2 separate regions of the Mus musculus genome follow, and region 1 is linked to region 2. The links are chromatin contacts, called in public Hi-C maps. All regions are on one chromosome and are shown on one strand. The core of a region is the stretch at or near the end of the contact, and the rest is flanking DNA. Distances in the headings are between cores, read along the strand shown. Region 1 overlaps Gm40602 (predicted gene, 40602). Region 2 has its middle 16 kb from the start of Gm40602.

The links. Hi-C and Micro-C count contacts between places; a contact is called where the count stands out from the background.
Region 1: a contact with region 2 is called in a Hi-C map of muscle stem cells, with 1.6 times the contacts expected there. The contact joins two enhancer-like sites. A contact is called at or near these places in 2 of 15 datasets of contacts at CTCF or cohesin (CD8 T cells and the NIH/3T3 cell line), 2 of 484 Hi-C or Micro-C datasets (muscle stem cells and myocytes), 2 of 115 datasets of contacts at active chromatin or transcription factors (embryonic stem cells and pancreatic cancer cells) and 2 of 9 other capture datasets (adipose tissue and liver).

What each region holds. Positions count from the first base shown.
Region 1 is chr10:13,079,999-13,085,262 of GRCm38.p6, reverse strand. It overlaps Gm40602 (predicted gene, 40602), which reads right to left. Exons shown (of 3, transcript NR_168593.1): 2 at 3,741-3,787; 3 at 555-625. Among named protein-coding and RNA genes, the nearest start is that of Plagl1, 8.2 kb to the left of the region's middle. Within about 2 kb of position 2,657, at least 8 of the 459 cell types and tissues checked have an H3K27ac peak or open chromatin away from gene starts, as enhancers often do. A contact at or near this core is called in muscle stem cells, where this site is marked.
Region 2 is chr10:13,042,546-13,047,440 of GRCm38.p6, reverse strand. No RefSeq gene overlaps it. Among named protein-coding and RNA genes, the nearest start is that of Gm40602, 16 kb to the left of the region's middle. Within about 2 kb of position 2,525, at least 13 of the 459 cell types and tissues checked have an H3K27ac peak or open chromatin away from gene starts, as enhancers often do. A contact at or near this core is called in muscle stem cells, where this site is marked.

The sequences.
Region 1 (5,264 bases), core at 1,408-3,907, 38 kb before region 2:
AAAAGAAGAGGACCAAAGAGGGCATAGATCTTAACTAGCAGTAGTGCAAGAGATATTTAAAATCCTTTCCCCAGTGCAAAGTAAAGCTAAATCAAAGTAAAACTATATGCCCACCAGTACAGCTATGGAGGAGGGGAGGAGACTGACAGAGCTAAGTTCCTTTCTTTGTGTTTCTTCTGAAACTCAAGGAGTACAAACTAGCCTCTAACTCAGGTGATGCTCCTGTCTGGGGGTAAGATGCATAAACCACATGTCTGACTGTAAAATTACCTTATGAAGCTAAACATGTGTTTGCCTTATAATCCAGGACCCTGACTCTTATTTAGCTAAGGGAAAAGATACTGTGTCTATAAAACTACTTACACACAAGTGTTCAGGTTAGTTCCAAACTAGAAGCTCAAATGTCAGCAATAAAACGCACTGCTGTTCTAAACAGTCCTAAAGGAATAAATAAAACGGCATTCTGTATGCAAGAAATTACATGGGAAAGTAACATACTGCATGTCTTGGCTTCTCTTACTGTTTCTGCGATAAAATATTTTGACAAAATCAGCTTAGTTGGAAATAGGTTTATTTCAGCTCACAGTTCACAGTTGCAGTTCCTCATGGCTGGTCATATTTGCACCTGCAATTACAAAAATTTTTAAAAATTATTTTAAAAATTAAAAAAACAAAGAAACAGATGAATGCATGCTTCCTGTTTTTCTGCTCCCCCTTTCCACATACAGTACAAGATCCCATGCCTAAGAAATGCTCCCACCAAAAATGAGCCAGGCTTCCCACATCGGTTGATATGATCAAGATCACTCACACATACACACACACACACACTTGCGCTCACACACATGCACACAAGCATATGCCAGCTAGCCTGGTCTACATAGTAAGGTTCCAGCCACAAGAGAAACCCTGTCTCAAAAAGTGTGAGGTACAAAAGGATGACATACCACGCTGTCCTCACCTCCATATACATACACATGCTTATGCACATAGACACACCCAAGTGCACATATATACACATGCACACATAGAAATAATTTTGAGAAATGGGTAGAGGACTGGTAGGTAAACTGAGGGCCCAACAAAACAGTATTGGGGAGGAAAGAAACTGTGAGGGCTGAAAAACCATCAGCTAAATCTTTGGACTTCAGAGGAAGCCAACCCCAGGGTGAAAAAACAAAACAGAAATCTGGAGTTTGCACAAGCTAAATTGAGGAAGACCCTTCTTACAGACCCAGAATGAAAGGCCTAAGATAGAGAACTGCCAAGCACCCAAAGCTGACTGTGAACTACTAGGGTAAACTAAATGGAATATTTGCAGTCTATATAGTCTAGTCTATATATCCTTGCAAAAAACAGAATTACGGGGTCACCAAAAGGGGGAAGAGTAATTTTTACTGGGAAGAGACTTACTAGAATCTGCCTTAAAAAGAACTTAAAATTAGTACCATTTCTACTTTGAGGTGTACATAGCAAGGATAAGAAAGGCATCTATTTCTTACAAGTAATATAATTACAGGTGAAACAAAGAAAGAGAGAAGGAAAAGAAGGAAAGAGAGAGAAGAAAGAAAGAAAGAAAGAAAGAAAGAAAGAAAGAAAGAAAGAAAGAAAGAAGAGAAGAGAAGAGAAGAGAAAAGAAAAGAAAAGAAAAGAAAAGAAAAGAAAAGAAAAGAAAAGAAAAGAAAAAAAAGAAAAGAAATCCTTCCTATGTGGAACACACATCCAAAGGCTATGAAATCAATGTGTGGAAGAGTCATCTGTACTCCATGCTCACAGCAGCTCTATGTCCAACAACTAGGTTATGGAATCAAGCTAAAAGATGAGTGGATTAATGCTTCTTTGAGGGTGACTGAGAACTGCACTAGTCAATGGTAAAATACATCTTTAACGACTTAAGCCAGGCAGGGTGGTGGTGATGCATGCCATTAATCCCAGCATTCAGAAGACAGAGGCAGGCAAATCTCAGTGAGTTCGAGGCCAACCTGGTCTACAGAGAGAGTTCTGGGATAGCCAGGGTTACACACAGAAACCCTGTCTCAAAAAAACCAAAAAAACAAAAAACAGTGGGGAGAGGGAGAGGGAGAGAGATGGATTTAAGCCAGGTAGTACACAACTTTAGTCCCAGTACTTGGTACATGGATCGCTGTGAGTTCAAGACCAGCCTGGTCTACAGATCAAGGTAGCATATGTCTAAATGGAATAGCCTTCCACCTTTAAAGAGAACACTGAGGATTTTGTTAAGTGTATAGGCTGGGCACAAAGAAGCAAGTACTACATGACCTCACCTACATGCACAACATGAGAAATCAGACTCATGGGAGAAAAAGGATTATAACCAGGGTATAGGACTGAAGATCTATGGATTAAAGGTTACAGGATTTTAGTTATATAGCACCAGATAACAATAAAAGAAAATCATTAAAAGAGGACTGGGGCTGTAGTTCAGCTAGTAGAGACCAGCTTTGCATGCTTGCAAGCATGAAGAAGCCCTGGCTTTCATCCTCAGCATCGTGTAATCCAAGCATGGCATTGTACACCTGTTGCATGTAATAAATAAAAAATCATCCACGCTATCGCCGGCTTGGCACCGGCCGGCTGTCTCCGTCTGTTCCCAGCCCAGCACACAGCCCGAGACCATCTGTCTCCCTTAGCCAAAGCCTCTCCCGAGCTCTGATAGCTCTCTTGGTCCCCACAGGCAGCTGTGGGTGTGCTCTCGCCAGCCTTCACGCCACTCAATGCCTTTCCCCTGGAGCTCCTTGCCCAATCTTCTCGTCCCAAAGCCTGGCTGAATTCTGCCTCTGCTAAGTTCTTTCCCTTTAGCCCACCTGAGTCGCCACCAAATGAAAAACACCAGGCAACCCTTGTTTAGAATCAACAGATAACACAGTCGCTGGGCACGGAATCTATCATCCTAAATTTATCAACTATTCAATGTTAGAAATCTTCCTGATGGACTCTGCCACCAGACCTAACAATCCACGGCCTACATCCTGTCCACCTTGCTCCCACCGTCCAAAAGTAGGTGCCTGTCTCCTGCCTTCCCTCTTCTTCTCTCGGACCGAAGGCCCGCCTCCTCCTCACCTCCTCCTCACCCAGTATTTGGTTTCTTGTCGTCTTTATTAATTAGGAGAAAATTCTGCTACACACACCTATAAACGCAGTCCTTAGGAAGCGAAGGCAGGAGGATCAGAAGTTCATGGTTGTCTTTGTCTACATAGTGAGTTCAAGGCCAGTCTGGAATACATGAGACCCTCTCAAACAAATAATAAAAGTATTAATAAGTTTTGGGTTGGAGAGATGGCTCAGCGCTTAAGAGCACTGACTGCTCTTCCAGAGGTCCTGAGTTCAATTCCCAGCAACCATATGGTGCTCACAACCATCTGTAACGGGGATCCAATGCCCTCTTCTGGTGTGTCTGAAGACAGCAACAATGTATTCACATACATGAAATAAATAAATCAATCTTAAAAAAAAAGATAATAAGTTTTAAGCTCTCTCACTATAAAGCAATGGCAAGTCTGGGGAAGACAAGGTATATAAAATAGCTTGGGGTAGCCATTCCACAGGATGTGTGTATATCATGTTTCACCCAACATATACAATTTCAAGTGTCGATTATACAAACAGAACAATGGAAATCAAAATGGATCCCTACTACTCTAACCCGGATTTAAATTATCCCAGTAACAAACTTTTTAAAAAGCATCATCCATAATATCAAATTAACAATTTACACATACCTCCTAAATCAAGATGCTGAAGGAAGTACCTCACACCCATAACAGTCCTGCAAGAAAACATAGTCTCAATATTTAAATGATGGAGTAATTAGCAAACCAAAATTGAAGTACATAAAAAAGTTTAGACTTAAAAAAACATCATTTACAATGAGAACAAGTCTGCGATTCCAGAGTAAATGAGATTCACAACACTAAACTAACACTCAATATCCAAACAACTTCTGGGTTGCTTGTTTTACTGCTCTTTCATCACCAAAACACTAAATAGATTTGAGTGTGCACTGTCCATTGAGTACTGGGTTGAGTTTCCTGAGGACACATAACGGCTCTGCGGTAATCCAGGAGAATGTCACTGTCCCTAGGTAAGATACGCCGAGGGATTCGAGACAATCACAAATCTAATTTACCTGTTCAATGAAATAAATAAGCATGCATACATCATGCAAGGAAGGAGCAGAGAGCTATACTGTACTATTCTTTCGGCTTCTTACTTAGAAAGATTTCCAGACCACAGAATCCCTCCGGTCAGATGTGCACATCTAATTAGGATGCTCCTTAATTCAGGCTGTTCAGAATTTCCCAGAGGCCCCGGGACAAATGCAGACATAATTCCCAACGGAGTTGTGTTCAGTGTTGCCCGCCAGATCTTACTGAATTGTTTCTTACACATCCCCCGCACCCCATATTGTTGCATCCAAGTAGGAACCCCCAGGGTGGCACTGTTTGGAGCCAGAGCCCTTGAGAAGCTCAGGATGGGATTGGAGTCTTAGGAAGGGACACCACAGAGCCAGCTTGCTCCCACCTGGCCCCCTCCCCTTCCTTTTCCAACCAAAACCCACTGCATGCAAACCAGGGGGACCTCTGGGGTCACACTTGCTGCACTCCCAGCCGGCAAGACTGTCACAAATTATGTTGCTGTTTAAGGCTCCCCGTCAGAGCTGACAGACAAGCCTGGGACATAAGAGGCTGCTAAGTGTAGAAGAAAGAACTTCCGAAAGCCTTTCCACTGGTCATCTAGTTGAAGCCTGCACTACACTCCTCCACAAAACCATTAGGATGACAGAAGCATGATGGTAGAGGGCAGGAATGGACACTACGTAGGCAATGAGTCACCCAGACGATGTGTCTGGTGCGTCCACATGTGTCGCGTTCACTAACTGAAGCTGGGCAGAAAAGGACTTCACACTCATGGTTGAATTAATCACGCCACAGGGTAGGCAGGGTAAGAAACTTTGCCAGTTTGACTTTGTCTGAACATTTTTTTAGGGAATTTTAGTTGTTATTCTAGGGTTTTATTAACTGCCTGTACATAACCTACCAGGTACTCTGTACTATTGTATTGCTCTTGGTGAGCATTCCAGTATCTGTTCTGCTCCTCAGAGGACATTTTTTCAGGGAGAAGAAATATGAAATGTGTGTGTATGTGTGTTGTGTATGTGTATATGAGTGGATGGTTTTGTGTGTCTGTGTGTATATGTGTGGGTTGTGTGTGTATCTGTGTTTGTGTGTGTGTGTATGCATACC
Region 2 (4,895 bases), core at 1,276-3,775:
CTTAGATAAATGGCATCCAGTCTTTTCCAGGATTTACTTCCTTGCACTGCCAGGCAGGTTCTGCTCTGTCCTTCCTGGCTTCTCCAGGATCTCCACTTCTCTGAACTATTTGGCATCACCCCCAGGTTTCCGGAATCCTCAGGGGATCTTGCTTCCCCACACTACCAAGTAGGTCCTGTTCCTTCCCACGTGTATGCCTCCTGATCTCACATGTGGATTTTCTGAGGTCTCATACCTCCAACATCTAATTGAGTAGACTGACTCCAGGCATGGAGAGCCACACCACAGAGCTGCAGAGGAGAGGACTAGCCATGCATGTATGAAACTTGGATAGTGACTATAGGTAAGACAGTAGTGGACTCTCCACAGCAGATCAGTGGTGGAACCTGTAGCCTTGAACACCAGTCCTGTGGAGAAAAACAATGTCTCAACCCTCTTCCAACTTAGTCCTTTTCTGTATATTTTACTACCTCTGCTGAAAGGAGAAAGATGATTCAACAAAAAGAAATACCCCAGTAATAAAGTTCTTCAGATGTGTAGTCCCAGTGCAGAAACAAAAGTAACATGACTAAACACAACAACAATGCCTGCACTAGTCCTGCACTAGAAATGGCTCCCACTGAGAAAGGCCTGGGAGACAAATAGTTCAAAGGAATCACTGTATGTTTAAAGGACTCAGAGAAGGTATGATGATACCTCAAGAGAATAAAAATAAAGAGCTGAATGAATGAAGAAACCAATCCAAGATTTAAAACAACAACAACAAACCAAAAAACAAAAAACAAACAAACAAACAAAAAAAACAGAACTCAATAAAGAGATAGAATTACTGTCATAGTTTGACTCTGCTTGGCCCAGGAGTAGCACTATTAGGTGTGGCCTTCTTAGAGGAAGTGTGTCACTATAGGTATGGGCTTTGAGGTCCTATGCTCAAGTTCTGCCCAGTACAGAAGAAAGAGTCTTCTTCTAGCTGCCTTCAGGTCAAGATGTAGAACTCTTGGCTCTTCCAGTTTCATGTCTGTCTGGATGCTGCCATGCTTCTCACCATAATGATAATGGACTGAACCTATGAAAACTGTAAGCCAGCCCAAATTAAATATTTTCCTTTATAAGAGTAACCTTTGTCACGGTGTCTCTTCATAGCAATAAAACCCTAAGACACATACCCACACAGAAATGGTAGAAACAAAAACTCAATAATCCAAATTATAATCGCAGTGGAAAGCTTCGGCAAAAGAATGTATCCTAGGAAAAAGAGAGTCAGCACCGGGAGATGAAGTACAAGGGTAAGATGATGCAGGGCAGGTCAATGAGAAGCATTTTAAAAGCTAAACGGAATGGAACATGGGAGAGTTCTAGAATACCATGAAAGCAGTTAACCTATGATATTATGGGCAGAGAAGAAGACTACTATACCAAAAGCATGAAGTATGATAGAGCCCCTCAATCATAAACATAGGAATCCTATCTGTTCTGGATGGGTCTGTGTCAACTTGACACAAACTAAAATCATCTTAGAGGAAGAACCTCAACTGAGAAAATACCTCTGTATATTTAGGGTATAGATAGGCCTATAAGGCATTTTCTGTTATTGATGGGGAAGGGCCCATCTCATTGTGGGTAGAGTCACCCCTGGACTAGTGGCCCTGGGTTATATAAGAAAGCAGGGTGAACAAGCCAGTAATCAGCATTTCTCCATGGGCTCTGCATCAGCTGCCGTCTCTATGTAACTGCCCTTTTTGAGTTCCTGTCCTGACTTCTTCAGTGATGAAGTATAAGCCAAATAAACCCTTTCCTCCTCAACTTGATTTTGGTCATGGTGTTTCATTATCACAGCAAATAGAAGCCCTAACTGGATACTTACTATAAGGTTACATGTGACCTTGATCAGCCATTATTGGTCAGCCCAGAAAGGAACGTCTTTAGAGACAGTACACTATCTCCCTTGGGAATCAATCTCCTTCCTGAGAAGGAGAGACCAGTGTGCTATGGCTGTGTAACAGAATTTTTCCCTAATTAATTGATTGGATAATAAAGATGACAAGAAGCCAATCTCTGGGCAAGGAGAAGGCGGGCCTTCCAGTCTGAGAGTGGAAGAGGGAAAACAGGAAGAAGACACTCACTCCCTTTTGGACAGCGTGGTGGGAGCAAACGCAGGCAAAATGTAGACCAGGGACTGTTAGATCCAGTGGTGGAATTGCCACCGGAAATTTTCTAACATAGATTAGTTGGTGCGTTTAGGATAATAGATTCTGCACCCAGTGGTGGTGTTATCTGTTATTCTAAACTAAGATTATCTGGTGTTTTCCATTTCGAAGCAACTCAACTGAACTCCGGGGTAAAGGTAACCAGATCGAAGCATGGGTTGGCGAGAGTGTGGAGTGTGCCTCCCCCCAGATAGCCTTAGAAAATTGGGAGTGCGGAATGGTTTGGCAGCAGCTAGCCACGGGAACCAAGAGTGATCTCAGAGCTCTGGAGAGGCATAGCCAGCGTTGGTGGGAGAGGTGTTGGCAAGGGGAAACATGCAGTCACGGGCTATGTGCCAGGCTGGGAACAGACAGAGACTGCCAGCCGGTGCCTAGCCGGCAATAGCATGGATTGTTTTTTAATAATTACACACTACATGGCTGCAATGATTTCGTCATTCCCAAGCCCCTCGCCCCACCCGTATAAAGGGTAGCAGCTGGGTTTTCCCCTGGGCAAACCCCTTAATTTCCCAGAAAGAGAAATCGCCCCTCTCTGTGTGCACGAATAAATATAGTATTGTCTGTTGCAGGTCAGACTTGTCCCTTTCTGTTTTCTATCTCTTTCGGCTGCTTCAGAGATCTAACAGGAAATATTTTCAATATTCCAGGTATACAAGGCCTACAGAAAAATGGATAGGACGAGAAAAGAAATTCCCCTACAACATATGGTCAAAACATCAAAAACACAAACTAAAAGGTTATTGAAAAGCTACAAAGGTTGGGTCCCTTATAAAGTCTGGCCCATTAGAACAACAACCAATTATTTGACAGAGACTTTGAAGGCCAGAAACACCTAGGAAGATGTATTCCAAGGACTGAAAGAAAGCAAAAGATGTCTACAGAAATGCCACAAAATCTACAAAACGACATGAATCGAGACACAACTGAATACTCGCCGAATATCAATATTCTCAATGCCTCCAATAAATAGTCACAGACTCACAGATGGGTATAGGAAACAGGAGCCTTCTCCTTACTGCCTCCAAGAAACACATCTTGCCATCAACAGTAGATACTATCTCAGATTAAAAGGATAGAAAGTTATCCCAAGCAAATACAACCAGGAAACAAGCAGACATTGCTAGTCTAATAGCTGCTTTAAAAATAGACAGAATCAAAACTCACAAGAAAAGATAAGAGTCACTTCATAGTGATGAAAGGAACAGTTCACCAAGAAGACATTGCAATTCTAAACATGTACCCACTTTCATAGAGCAAATGCTACCAGATCCAAGCCCCCAGCATGGTGATAGTGGGGGGCTTCAGTACCCCACCCTCACCAATAGACAAAGTATCCACATGTTAAAAAGTAACTAGAGAAACACTGAAGTGAAGATGTTGCATGTCGTCCAGCGGCTTGGGAGGAACGGGATATGGCTGAAGCGGCAGAATCAAGCTGAAAGAAAGGGAACTAGACAGATGAGAGAAAGAATGGAGCTAAGACAACAAGGTTCTGATCAAAGCTCCATTTTACTGTTCAGAGCACCGGGTTATGAAGAAGGGGGAAGGAGCCCATTCCCACCAAATCATCCTTGGAGTCCAGTTGCAGTCCGGAACAGCTAGGCGGCAGGTAGCAGCAGTGGGAGTGGCAGACCGATTTCAGGCTTGGGGGGGGGGGGCGGTACATGAAGAGACATCATGAATCAAATGGACCTAGCAGTTATCGACAGAGCATTTTACCCCAACACTGAAGAATACACTAGAATTTAACAAAGAATGAACAAACTCTTGAGGTCACGATGCAGTCCTAAGAGGGAAGCTAACTGCCTACATTAGAATGTTTGAGATAAATCAAAACTCAAGGATACGCTTCAATGTGTTGGAATAACAATGAGGAAAATTAAGCAGCAGACAGGAAGGATCATTGAAAACTAGGGCAGAGAGTCATGAAATATAAAAAAATAGAATCAATGAAACAAAAAATGGTTCTGGGCTAGAGAGATGGCTCAATGGTTATAAGCACTGGCTACTATGCCAGAGGTCCTGAGTTCTATTCCCAGCAACCACATGGTGGCTCACAACCATCTGTAATGGCATCCAATTCTTTCTTCTCATGTGTCTGAAGACAACTACAGTGTATTCATATACATAAATTAATAAATCTAAAATAAAAAATTGGTTCTCTGAAACATGATTGAAAACCCCTTAACCTAGCCAAAAGAAACAAACAACAGATACCAATGAATTTCAGGAAATCTTAAGAACATGCCTTAAAAATCTCTATCTCATTTCATTGGAAACTCAAAAAAAAAAAATGCATTTCTAGATATGTTACCAAAATGAAGCCAAGAAAATTTTAATAATTTAAGTACATTTATGACCAGCAGTGAGGTTGAAGTGATAAAAAGACTTCTCAGTTAAAAAAAAACAAAAACAAAACACAAAACTTGAGGATTTCATTGAAGGTTGCCAAAACGTCAAAGAATTAATACCAATACTATTCAAGTTATTCCACGAAATATAAAAGGAAAGTAAGCATCCAAACATTTTTTAATGAATCTAGCATTGCCCAAGATTTAAAACACAACAGAAAAAATTTACTGGGCTGGAAAGATGGCTCAGCGGTTAAGAGGGCTTATTGATTTTTACAGAAGACCTGAGTTTGATCCCCCACCTTCACATGGTAGCTCACACTATTTCTTACTGCAG